Regions from separate parts of the Mus musculus genome. Here regions 2 and 3 are each linked to region 1. The links are chromatin contacts, called in public HiChIP or PLAC-seq and Micro-C maps. All regions are on one chromosome and are shown on one strand. The core of a region is the stretch at or near the end of the contact, and the rest is flanking DNA. Distances in the headings are between cores, read along the strand shown. Region 1 holds the start of Rgs7 (regulator of G protein signaling 7). Region 2 has its middle 110 kb from the start of Grem2. Region 3 overlaps Rgs7 (regulator of G protein signaling 7).

Region 1 (3,048 bases), core at 301-2,800:
CACACCCAGTGACTTTTTCCATATCTATCTATATCTAAAAGCACATGAGTATCCAGACAGTAGAGAGAGCAAGGGGAAAGGAAGGAAGGGAGGCAGGGGGCTGAAGAGAGAGCAGCCGGTTTCAGCTAGAGTAAGACCACCAAGAAACTATTAGGAGAGAATGGAAACAAAGAGAATTTCCCTAACAGTGGAAAGATTTGGGGAAATTGATGGAAAGTAGGGAGAGAAGTCAGACATGGCTGTGGGTAACCTGGCCTGGGAACGTGATCCTGTAGTATTTAGAACATGGGTACGGATAGATAAATGCTACTTTGAATGACACCTGAAAGAGCCTGGGTGAGGCTGGAAACGTGACTGGTACCCACAGATATTTGGATAGCAGTTATATTAAGGTTTACCCTGCTTGGAGAAGCAGCCACAGATGGCACTGGATAGCCAATTCTGGTGCCACCGGTTTGTAATCCCAGCTGTTTGGAAGGCTGAGGCAGGAGAATGTTGAATTTAAGGTCTGTTTGGGCTAAACTGAGTTTAAGACCAGCCTGGTTGGACGCTGTCTCAAAAGTGAAAAACAAACAAACAAACAAACAAACAAACGAAGGTGCTGGTAGAGAGGGTTGTGAATGGGATGCAGCTCATTGGCAGGGGCCTTAGGTTTAGTCCGCCTACACACACAAATCACACTGGCTAAATCGTCTTTATCCTCAGTCCTATAGAGGAAGCCTTCTCAGATGTTCAGATTCCCACAACTTCCTAATGTCCCAGAAAGCTGGGTACATTTCACGAGGACAAAAACTTTTTTCTTTAATGTCTTCCCAGTCCTTGAAAAATTAGTGCCGGAAACCTGAAGAATTTCTGGGGTTCGGGGTATCAGCAACCCCAGACCCTTTGTGATTCTGTGAACCCCAGTAGAGGACAAGGACTAAAGACAAGTTTCTCTGAGCCCAGTAGGTTAGACCAGCCAGACATCAGCCATGGGCCTTCAATGTCACAGGTGGTGAGATTGTTCGCTTTTGGTAGAGGCCTCCAAATTCCTTCCCGGTATTTCCAACTTAATAGGAGGCAGTGAAAGTCATGGGCAAACAGGCTGGAGTGAGGAAGGGGGCCTGCCAATGAGTCATTTGGTCCTGGCCATTGCTTTCACTTCTGGGATATTCCAGCATCTCTCTGGGCTGTTACTTAAGCATAAGGATTATCAATCATTTGCTTCCCTAGTTCTGCCAGCAGGGTCGCCAGGAGCGCGATGCAGACCTGCCAGCCGCAGGGGGCCTTATCCATTCATCCATTTACCCACTCACCCACCCTTTCACCCACCTACCCATCCACCCACCCTCCGCCAAGCCCTTCCTCCTGCTTAGCTCAGTTTGGCTCTCCAGGCCTGCGGCGGCGCGTGGGCTTGCCAGCGCGGGGGACAGGGCCTGTGCTCCCGAGGGGTTGCGGGGTCGGGAGGCCGGGGACACCCAGGGGTGTGGCGGCGGCGAAGCCGAGCCCGTCCGAGCCGGCACCTTCGGGCGTCCCTGTCCCACGTGACTGTCGCCTCCTCCCTCCTCCCAGTCGCGCGCGCACGGGCCAGGCGTCTCGACTCCCGCGCGCGCTCGACTGGTCCCAGTCCCCGGGAGGAGAAGCGGAGGAGGGAACGAGCGAGGCGGCCCGGGGGAGCGGGCGCGAGCGGCGGCTGCCGGGGCCGCCTGTGCACCGCGGCGAGGGTGGCGGTGGCCTGAGCAGCGCGAGTGTGATGAGGCTGCCCTGCCTCGCAGCTCCGCTCGCAGCCAGCTGACAGCGCCTGCCCTCAGCACACCCGGAGGGGAGCCGCGGGGCCGTGACCTTGGCCGAGGAGGTAACCGGAGGGAGCGGAAGGGGAGGAGGCGGCGCCACCTGGAGTCCCCGGGACCCCTGGTCCCGCACCCGGTCCTCGCCCTGCGACGACGGGAGTCACGGTCCCCAATGAGTGGCGCGCCCGGCCGGCCGGGCTGGGGCGCTGCGCACGCCGCGGTCCACGGTGCTGAAACTGCTGCCCGGTGTGGCCAGTGCCTGGATGAGGGGCAAGGCTGCCTGCCATTTGCTGCCTCCGAGAGCAAGGGCCGAGCAGGATGAGCTGGGACCCAGATTTCTCTGCTCTTCTGGCTGATTGTTCCAGGCTTGTGCAGTTAGCTTGCTCTCGGAGGTGAGCCAGGTGATTGCTCAAGGCTTGACTTCCCATCAGCCTTGGGTTGCTTGGACCTAATTTGGAAGCTTTCTTCCAAAGATTAGTCAGGATCAGGTCCAGACTTAGCGCACCGAGGTGGGAGCACAGAGGAGCCATGGGCTGGCAGTGAAAGCAGGTGAAAGTGGAAAAGCCTATGTATGCCCAGGCTGTGTGGGGAGCCCAAGAAATGGAGAACAAACATGTGCCTGAAAAGAACACTTGTGGGGAAGGGGCCTCTGTCGCGCCTGCCATGGGAAACTAGCTGGCTACTAGGAGAAAGTGGGCTGCAGCGGGTGTTGGCTTTCTGCCCTTTGGGGAGAACCGCATCAAGTGGAGCAGCAAGTATCCAGGGAGAACAGTGGGTATTAGGGAAGTGCCAACCATGGGGTTTTTAAGTAAGTACCTAATACTTTTAAAAAGAGAGTATTCACAAAATGAAGTCCACAAAAACCTTAGCTAGCTGACTATTTCGAACTGGAAGGTTGTCTGTTGAGATTTCCTGGGGCTACTACAGATGTAAACTTCTGCCTTTGTATTTCTTTAAAAAAGAAAAACTCCATGTCTGGTGTTCTCCTCATCCCAGAAATGAAAGAATTCTTCCCGTGGTTTGGGTACTGTGAACATGAAGGTGTGTGTGTGTGTGTGTGTGTGTGTGTGTGTGTGTGTGTGTGTTGGCGGATGTCTGTTCCCCCCAGGACTACCAGGCTCTCACTAGAGGCTCTCTAATTCTTTGCAGGGCAGATTGATCATCCTTGTATCTGAGCTACCAAGTTCTGGGTGAAATGGCTCAGGGAAATAATTATGGACAGACCAGCAACGGGGTGGCGGACGAATCACCCAACATGCTGGTGTACAGAAAGGTAAGA
Region 2 (3,048 bases), core at 215-2,714, 460 kb after region 1:
GAACACATGGAGATGTGTGCCTGCAGTCCCAGTGTTGGGAAGGGACACGGGTGGATCCCCAAAGCCTGCTGGCAGCCAGCCTAACCAAACTCCAGGTTCCGTGAGAGGGACTGTCTTAAAAATTAAGGCAGACAGCATATATGGGAGATAGAGCATATGTGGGAGATAGAGCATATATGGGAGATAGAGCATATATGGGAGATAGAGCATATATGGGAGATAGAGCATATATGGGAGATAGAGCATATCTGGGAGATAGAGCATATCTGGGAGATAGAGCATATCTGGGAGATAGAGCATATCTGGGAGATAGAGCATATATGGGAGATAGAGCATATATGGGAGATAGAGCATATATGGGAGATACTTAGCATTGATGTATGCCTTCTGCTCCCTCCCTGCCTCTGCTTGGCCAGAGAACTTGTTTGCTTACAGACAATTCCTCTAGGCTCCTCCCAATAGTGAGTGACCTAGCAATGGCTTGCATCATCACCTGCCACCATTAACTGCCAGGGTGTGGCAGCCTATAAAGAGGAGTGTTTGCTACCCCAGCCCCCTCTGCCCTCTCCCCTCTCCCCTGTCCCTTCTCTTTCTCTCACCTCTCCCCTGTCATCCTCTCTCCTGTTCCCAGTATTTCTGACCACCCTCTCTTTCTCTGCTCTCCCTTTCTCTGCCTGTAACCCTTTTTCAGGTCTCCTCCCACTCCCCAAATGTCCTTACATCAGGTCTGCCTGTCACATGGTGTGATTTCTCAGGGGGACACCTTGTTGTGGGCCCACCCGGTACTCCTTCACTCCTGTGGTCACAGCATTAATGTTTCATAACAATCCACAATGTAGCAAGGCAAGGAGTGTTACAACTGTGAAACCTCCACTTCATTTAGTAACTAGAAGCGGGAGAAATCCTGGCACCACCCCTGCCTTTCACTCGGTGTCTGTTCCTCTGTGTGATCCTACACAGGCATAGTAGTCATGAAGGCAAGCCTGTCCGGCTGACCTAGCTCATCCCACGTTGGAGCTGAAAGCACCAAGATAAGTCATCACTGTAGACAGACAGTTATCCTGGATTCCAGGAAGAGTGGAACTTTGGAGGACTCACCATCTCCTACATCAGGACAATTCTCCATGCATGGGAGGCAGCGCCCTGTAACAAGAGTCACTATTGTGTAGAGAGGAGAATGAGTCCTTCTATTGAGTAAAGGCATGACAAAGTCTCCTTAGGACCACCTCCTCACAGAGCCAGATCTAAGACCACCCAGGCACATCCTGAGCGGGCCTGTTTAATTATGTTTAATCAATGCTTGCCTCTCATCCAGATTCTTCTGTTTAAACTTATCTTGAACTTGAACTTGAACTTGAAGATGAACTTACCTTGAAAACCTTTATCTGTAGCTGCATTGAATTCCTGGGAGGCCTGTTAGGACTGCTAATGCCTGGGCTTTTCCCTAAACTGTAAGACACTACTACTTCCTTATTCACACTTAAAGGAACTGAAGAGCCTCAGAGAAGCGGGAGTGGTTGGACAGTGTTGGGGAACCAGCACTGTTTCTTCTCCAGTCTCTGATCCCAGCTTTCTCATTCCACTGCAAGCTGTTCTACTATGGTCGCCTGTTATCTATTTATTGAATTATCTGGAATACAATTCTTTTAAAATGATATACAGAGGCTCGGAAGATGGCTTGGTGATTAAGAACTATGGTTACTCTTCCAGATGAACCAACTACAATTAGAATTCCAGCCAGCTCCAGGGAATCTGGAAATCAGTGAACACACCCATTCTCTCTCTCTTTCTCTTTCTCTCTCTCTCTCTCTCTCTCTCTCTCACACACACACACACACACACACACACACCAGAGATAATTAAAGCAAATAATAAACTAATCTTTAAAAACAGAAGTATATATAAGAACCCCCTCCAACACACACACACACACACACACACACACACACACACACACACACACACACACATACACGCACACACACATTTTGGAAATGAAACTCATTCCCTATTTCTGTGCTTTTTAAAAAAATCTATACATTTTTCAGAGCACGTGGCCAGATTTTGATCAATATCTACAGGTTTATTCTTTCCCCTCTATATATGGGTTTCATGTTTTTAAAACTTTCTTCTCCTAAATATATGTTATATGTCATCACCAAATGTTGCTGTGTCTCTAATTTGCTCAGCAACCGTCTTTGCTGGGAACGATGTCTTTAGCAGACTCTGTGTCTTTCTCCCCCTCAAGCTCAGGTGTGGAACAGCAGCTCATTCTCCCCTGACTTAATTGAATTGGCACCAGTTTCCCCAGAGACCACATTAACAGCACGCATCACTTTCTGGTACCCGGGTCCTGGTCATCAATCATAGGTTTCAATGTCTGCAGACAGGCGGAGCCAAAACCCCTGTTCAAAGGTGCAGAGCGCCAACTCCACACAGCAGGCCTCAGCTCTCCAGGACGGGCTGTGTGCTGTTTAGACGCTGTGGAATCTTGTCCTCCAGCCATGGTGGAGCCAACACCCTTCCCCCTCAAGGTCTGAGAACCTGTGCTTCCAGCAGTGTGCAGCCCTCCTGCAGAGTCAGCCTTGCGGGAAAGGCTTCCGCTTGGAAGGAGACAGGCCTGGAGCCTGCCTGCTGAGCTTGGGATTGATGGGACTGCAGCCCAAAGCCAAGATGAGTCTTTTACAGATTCATGGGGGGCGGGGTGGGGGTGGGGGCGGGTGTGTGGGTAGAGAATAAGACACGAAGGAGACAGAGACACAGAGGGAGACAAACAGATGAAAGACACAGGCACGTTGATAGGTGGACAAAATATAAATAACCCTGCCTAGGAAGGATTTAAGAACTATTTCTCATTAAGTTGCCGGAGGCAGGCAGAGGTTCTGAAAGTGTCTGGTCCCTGTGGAATTCGGTCCTGTGGCTCTGCTCAGTCTTCTCTCCATCTTTGCTTAACACAGCAAGGAGTCTAAAACATAGTGAAGGCTGAGGTCTTCCATTGGCCCTTCTCATGTCAGAAAAAAACAGTGTCCCAGGGATCTTCACAGCAAT
Region 3 (3,048 bases), core at 336-2,835, 360 kb after region 1:
TCACGATAAGATATATATTTAATTGAGGCAGGCTTACAGGTCCAGAGGCTTAGTCCATCATTGTCATGGCAGGAAGCATGGCAGCACCCATGCAGATGCCAAGAGTTCTACATCTGGATCAGCAGGAAGAGAGCCTGACGTGGGTTTGTAAAACCTCAAAGCCCATCCCCAGTGACACTCTTCCTCCAACAAGGCCACAGCTCCCAGTGTGGTCACTCACTATGGTCCTATTGGGGGTCATTTTCATTCAAACCACCACAGGTCGTTTAGGATTTGAGGGAAAAGAAAGGGCATTAACCATTACATTTGAATGTACTAGGAATGCTAGCTAAATTTAATATTTGTTTTAAAATTGACGTGGGAGTAAAATTGCATTGCCATGTCTGGGGGTCGGAGGACAACTTGTAAGACCTGGTTCTCCTCCCTCCATGTGGATCCCAGGGGTGGAACTCAGACTATCAGGGTTGGCAGTCACCACCTTTACCCACTGAGCCATCCCATCAACTTGTTCATGAATCTTTAAATGTCACATTAAAAACCATGTCACAGGAAGAAAGAGGTGTGAGAGGGGAGAGAGAGACCAGTGCAAACAAAGGAAAGAATCTGTTGTTCTTCTGTTCGCTTTGTTTGGTTAGAGACTGTCTCATGAGGTCTCTGAGACTGGTGTTAGACACAAGGGCATACAGACCTGATTTTTTTGTGCATAGGTACGTGTGTGTGTGTGTGTGTGTGTGTGTGTGTGTGTGTGTGTACTGTATATGCAGAGTGTATAGAGACTGGTTGTGTTCCTTGGGTGTGCATGTGGATGCCAGAGCTCTGTGTTGGGTTTCTTCCTCTATACCACTATGCCTTATTGTCCTGAGACAGGGTTTCTCACAGAAACAGAAATGTGCAGTTTGAGCTAAGCTGGCTGGCCAGTGAACTTTTGGGATCCCATCTCCACCCACAGTGCTGGTGCTACAAGCACACTATAGACATAGGCCACTTTTATGAGTAGCTGGGGCCAGATCTGCATGTTTGAGCATGTGTGATTTTACCCATTGAGCACCTCCACAAAATCTCCAGGGAAATTCTTATTTTTTTAAAAAGGAGCTATATCCTTCTTTACAATTAAAATAGTAATTTCTGTATATATTTTTTTAAGCTCTCAAAATTTTAAGGTTTAACCTGTATGTCCATTAAACACAGACTGTATTTGAATCTGAAAGCAGACATAAGAAGCAATGACAGACTGAAATACTTTACTTTCCAGGAAGGTCTTCAAAACTGCTCCTTTCTTTTCATACATAGACCGAAAAGAGTGAAGGTGAAGCTGGCAGTGAGCAGACAGAAACACAGAAAGAAGTAAAAGACACACACACACTGCAGAGTCCCTCTCATTTGAATGGAATCAATGGAGCTTGGAGCTAGGAAATGACCCTATGGATATAACTAAGGTTGCTTTTCTCAAGAAACTTGGCAGCTTTAGAGCACTGGATCAAGTCCAAGTAACCTCATTAAAGATTCCCTGTGTATGCATGAGGGCTAGAAATAGAAGCAAGCTCAAAGAGAACCGAGAAAGCCTGTTTGCCTTTTAAGGTTTCTTGGGATTTCAGTGTGGCACTGTAGTAGAAGGTTCCATCCCTAATCTGACCTCAATTCTCCACATGTCAGAGACCCCCAGTTGTTCAGCAGCAGGATTAACAGCCAGTGAAAGGAAGAGAGGAAAGCTATGGATGAATGCTTGAGGGGTTGACCGACAGAAAGCCTGGAGCTCAGCGTGCAGTTCCCCAGTTTCCTGTCACCTGTGTGGTCACCTCACCCAGACAAGTGGGCAAACACTAAAGAAAACCAGAAACAATATGGGAATCTAAGCTTGGTTATATTAAACAAATTTACACTTATAAGAGAAAGCTGCGAAAAGACAGTTTTCTGTTGAATAACCCAAGACAACTGCTTTCTCTACCTTCCCTCTAAGTTCCAAAATGATTGAATCAAAATGTTTTAAATAAAACATGAGCGCTACAGTTTACTTTAAAAATGCTAATTAGTGGCACAGAATAGATTTTATTCATTAAGATATTAGAAGACTAAAGGCTGAAAATAAACTAGTTCTTCATCATTGGTGGCAGATTGTATTAGTCACTGCTTAATTTCTGAGGTCATAGTTTAAGGAATTAAACAGTTGAGCCTTCATTTGAGGAGGTAAGTTTGAATGATAAAAAGTTTTATTACTTATCAAATACTGTTGTAGTTGTTAAAGAAAACTTACTCATGAAACAAATAGTAGAAAATAGAGGAAGACAGAGGAGGAAAGGAAGGGAGGGAGGGGTGTGTGAGGAAAAGAATAGTGGATGTAAGAAAAAGGATGGATGAAAGGGGCTTCAGAGATGGCTCAGTGACAAGAACACTGGCTTCTCTTTCAGAGGACCTGGGCTTGATTCCCCATACACATATAGAGGTTCACAACCATTTCTAACTCTACTTCTAGTTCCAAGGAGCCTGATGCCCTCCTCTGGCACCTGGTATGCATGAGGTGCACAGACACACATGCAGACAAAATTCACAGTCACATAAAATTCAATTAAGAATAAAAAAAATTTACATTAGTCTACCAAAAGAACAAGTATTTTAGTTGGTTTTTAAGTAAAACAAAGTAAGTCAGTTTAAACAGATGATGGCAAGCTAGGTGTGGTAGCACACACCTTTAATTCTAGCTCTCCAGAGGCAGAGGCAGAGGCAGGCAGATGTCTGTGAGTCTGAGGCTAGCCTGGTCTAATTGGAGAGTTTTAGGCCAGGCTGGGTTACATAGCGAGACCTGGACTCAAAAACTAATTAAATAACTAAACGTATGAAATGGTGGACCAACGTGTGCTAGGCAAATATAATACAAGAAGAAAACTAAATTAGCAGTTATAATATTGATCAAATGAAAGATAGTAAATGTAAAGTCATTTGCCTAGTGAAAAATAACAATCCATTGAAATATTTTATAGTAAAGATATATAATATTAAAATTGTTTGAAATATAATAAAACAGTTACAGAAAGATAATGAAAACATTGGGCT

The links. A called contact is a pair of places that touch in the nucleus more often than the background predicts. HiChIP or PLAC-seq counts read pairs in DNA pulled down with a chosen protein or histone mark.
Region 2: a Micro-C map of embryonic stem cells shows a contact between it and region 1, with 5 times the contacts expected there. The contact joins the enhancer-like site here to the promoter of Rgs7 in region 1. A contact is called at or near these places in 8 of 39 promoter capture datasets (the HPC-7 cell line, cranial neural crest, embryonic stem cells and 3 more), 2 of 484 Hi-C or Micro-C datasets (cortical neurons and embryonic stem cells) and 1 of 115 datasets of contacts at active chromatin or transcription factors (embryonic forebrain).
Region 3: a contact with region 1 is called in an H3K27ac HiChIP or PLAC-seq map of neural progenitor cells, with 5 times the contacts expected there. The contact joins the enhancer-like site here to the promoter of Rgs7 in region 1. A contact is called at or near these places in 6 of 39 promoter capture datasets (cranial neural crest, frontonasal cranial neural crest, liver and 3 more), 5 of 484 Hi-C or Micro-C datasets (the HL-1 cell line, the N1E-115 cell line, cerebellar granule neurons and 1 more), 5 of 115 datasets of contacts at active chromatin or transcription factors (astrocytes, craniofacial prominence, neural progenitor cells and 2 more) and 2 of 9 other capture datasets (adipose tissue and pancreatic islet).

What each region holds. Positions count from the first base shown.
Region 1 is chr1:175,491,047-175,494,094 of GRCm38.p6, reverse strand. It overlaps Rgs7 (regulator of G protein signaling 7), which reads left to right and starts at 1,550. Exons shown (of 18, transcript NM_001347195.1): 1 at 1,550-1,834; 2 at 2,919-3,042. The coding sequence starts at 2,965.
Region 2 is chr1:175,028,362-175,031,409 of GRCm38.p6, reverse strand. No RefSeq gene overlaps it. Among named protein-coding and RNA genes, the nearest start is that of Grem2, 110 kb to the right of the region's middle. Within about 2 kb of position 1,464, at least 45 of the 459 cell types and tissues checked have an H3K27ac peak or open chromatin away from gene starts, as enhancers often do. A contact at or near this core is called in embryonic stem cells and trophoblast stem cells, where this site is marked.
Region 3 is chr1:175,127,233-175,130,280 of GRCm38.p6, reverse strand. All of the region lies in intron 6 of Rgs7 (regulator of G protein signaling 7), which reads left to right. Among named protein-coding and RNA genes, the nearest start is that of Grem2, 210 kb to the right of the region's middle. Within about 2 kb of position 1,585, at least 37 of the 459 cell types and tissues checked have an H3K27ac peak or open chromatin away from gene starts, as enhancers often do. A contact at or near this core is called in astrocytes, cerebellar granule neurons, cerebellum and 3 more, where this site is marked.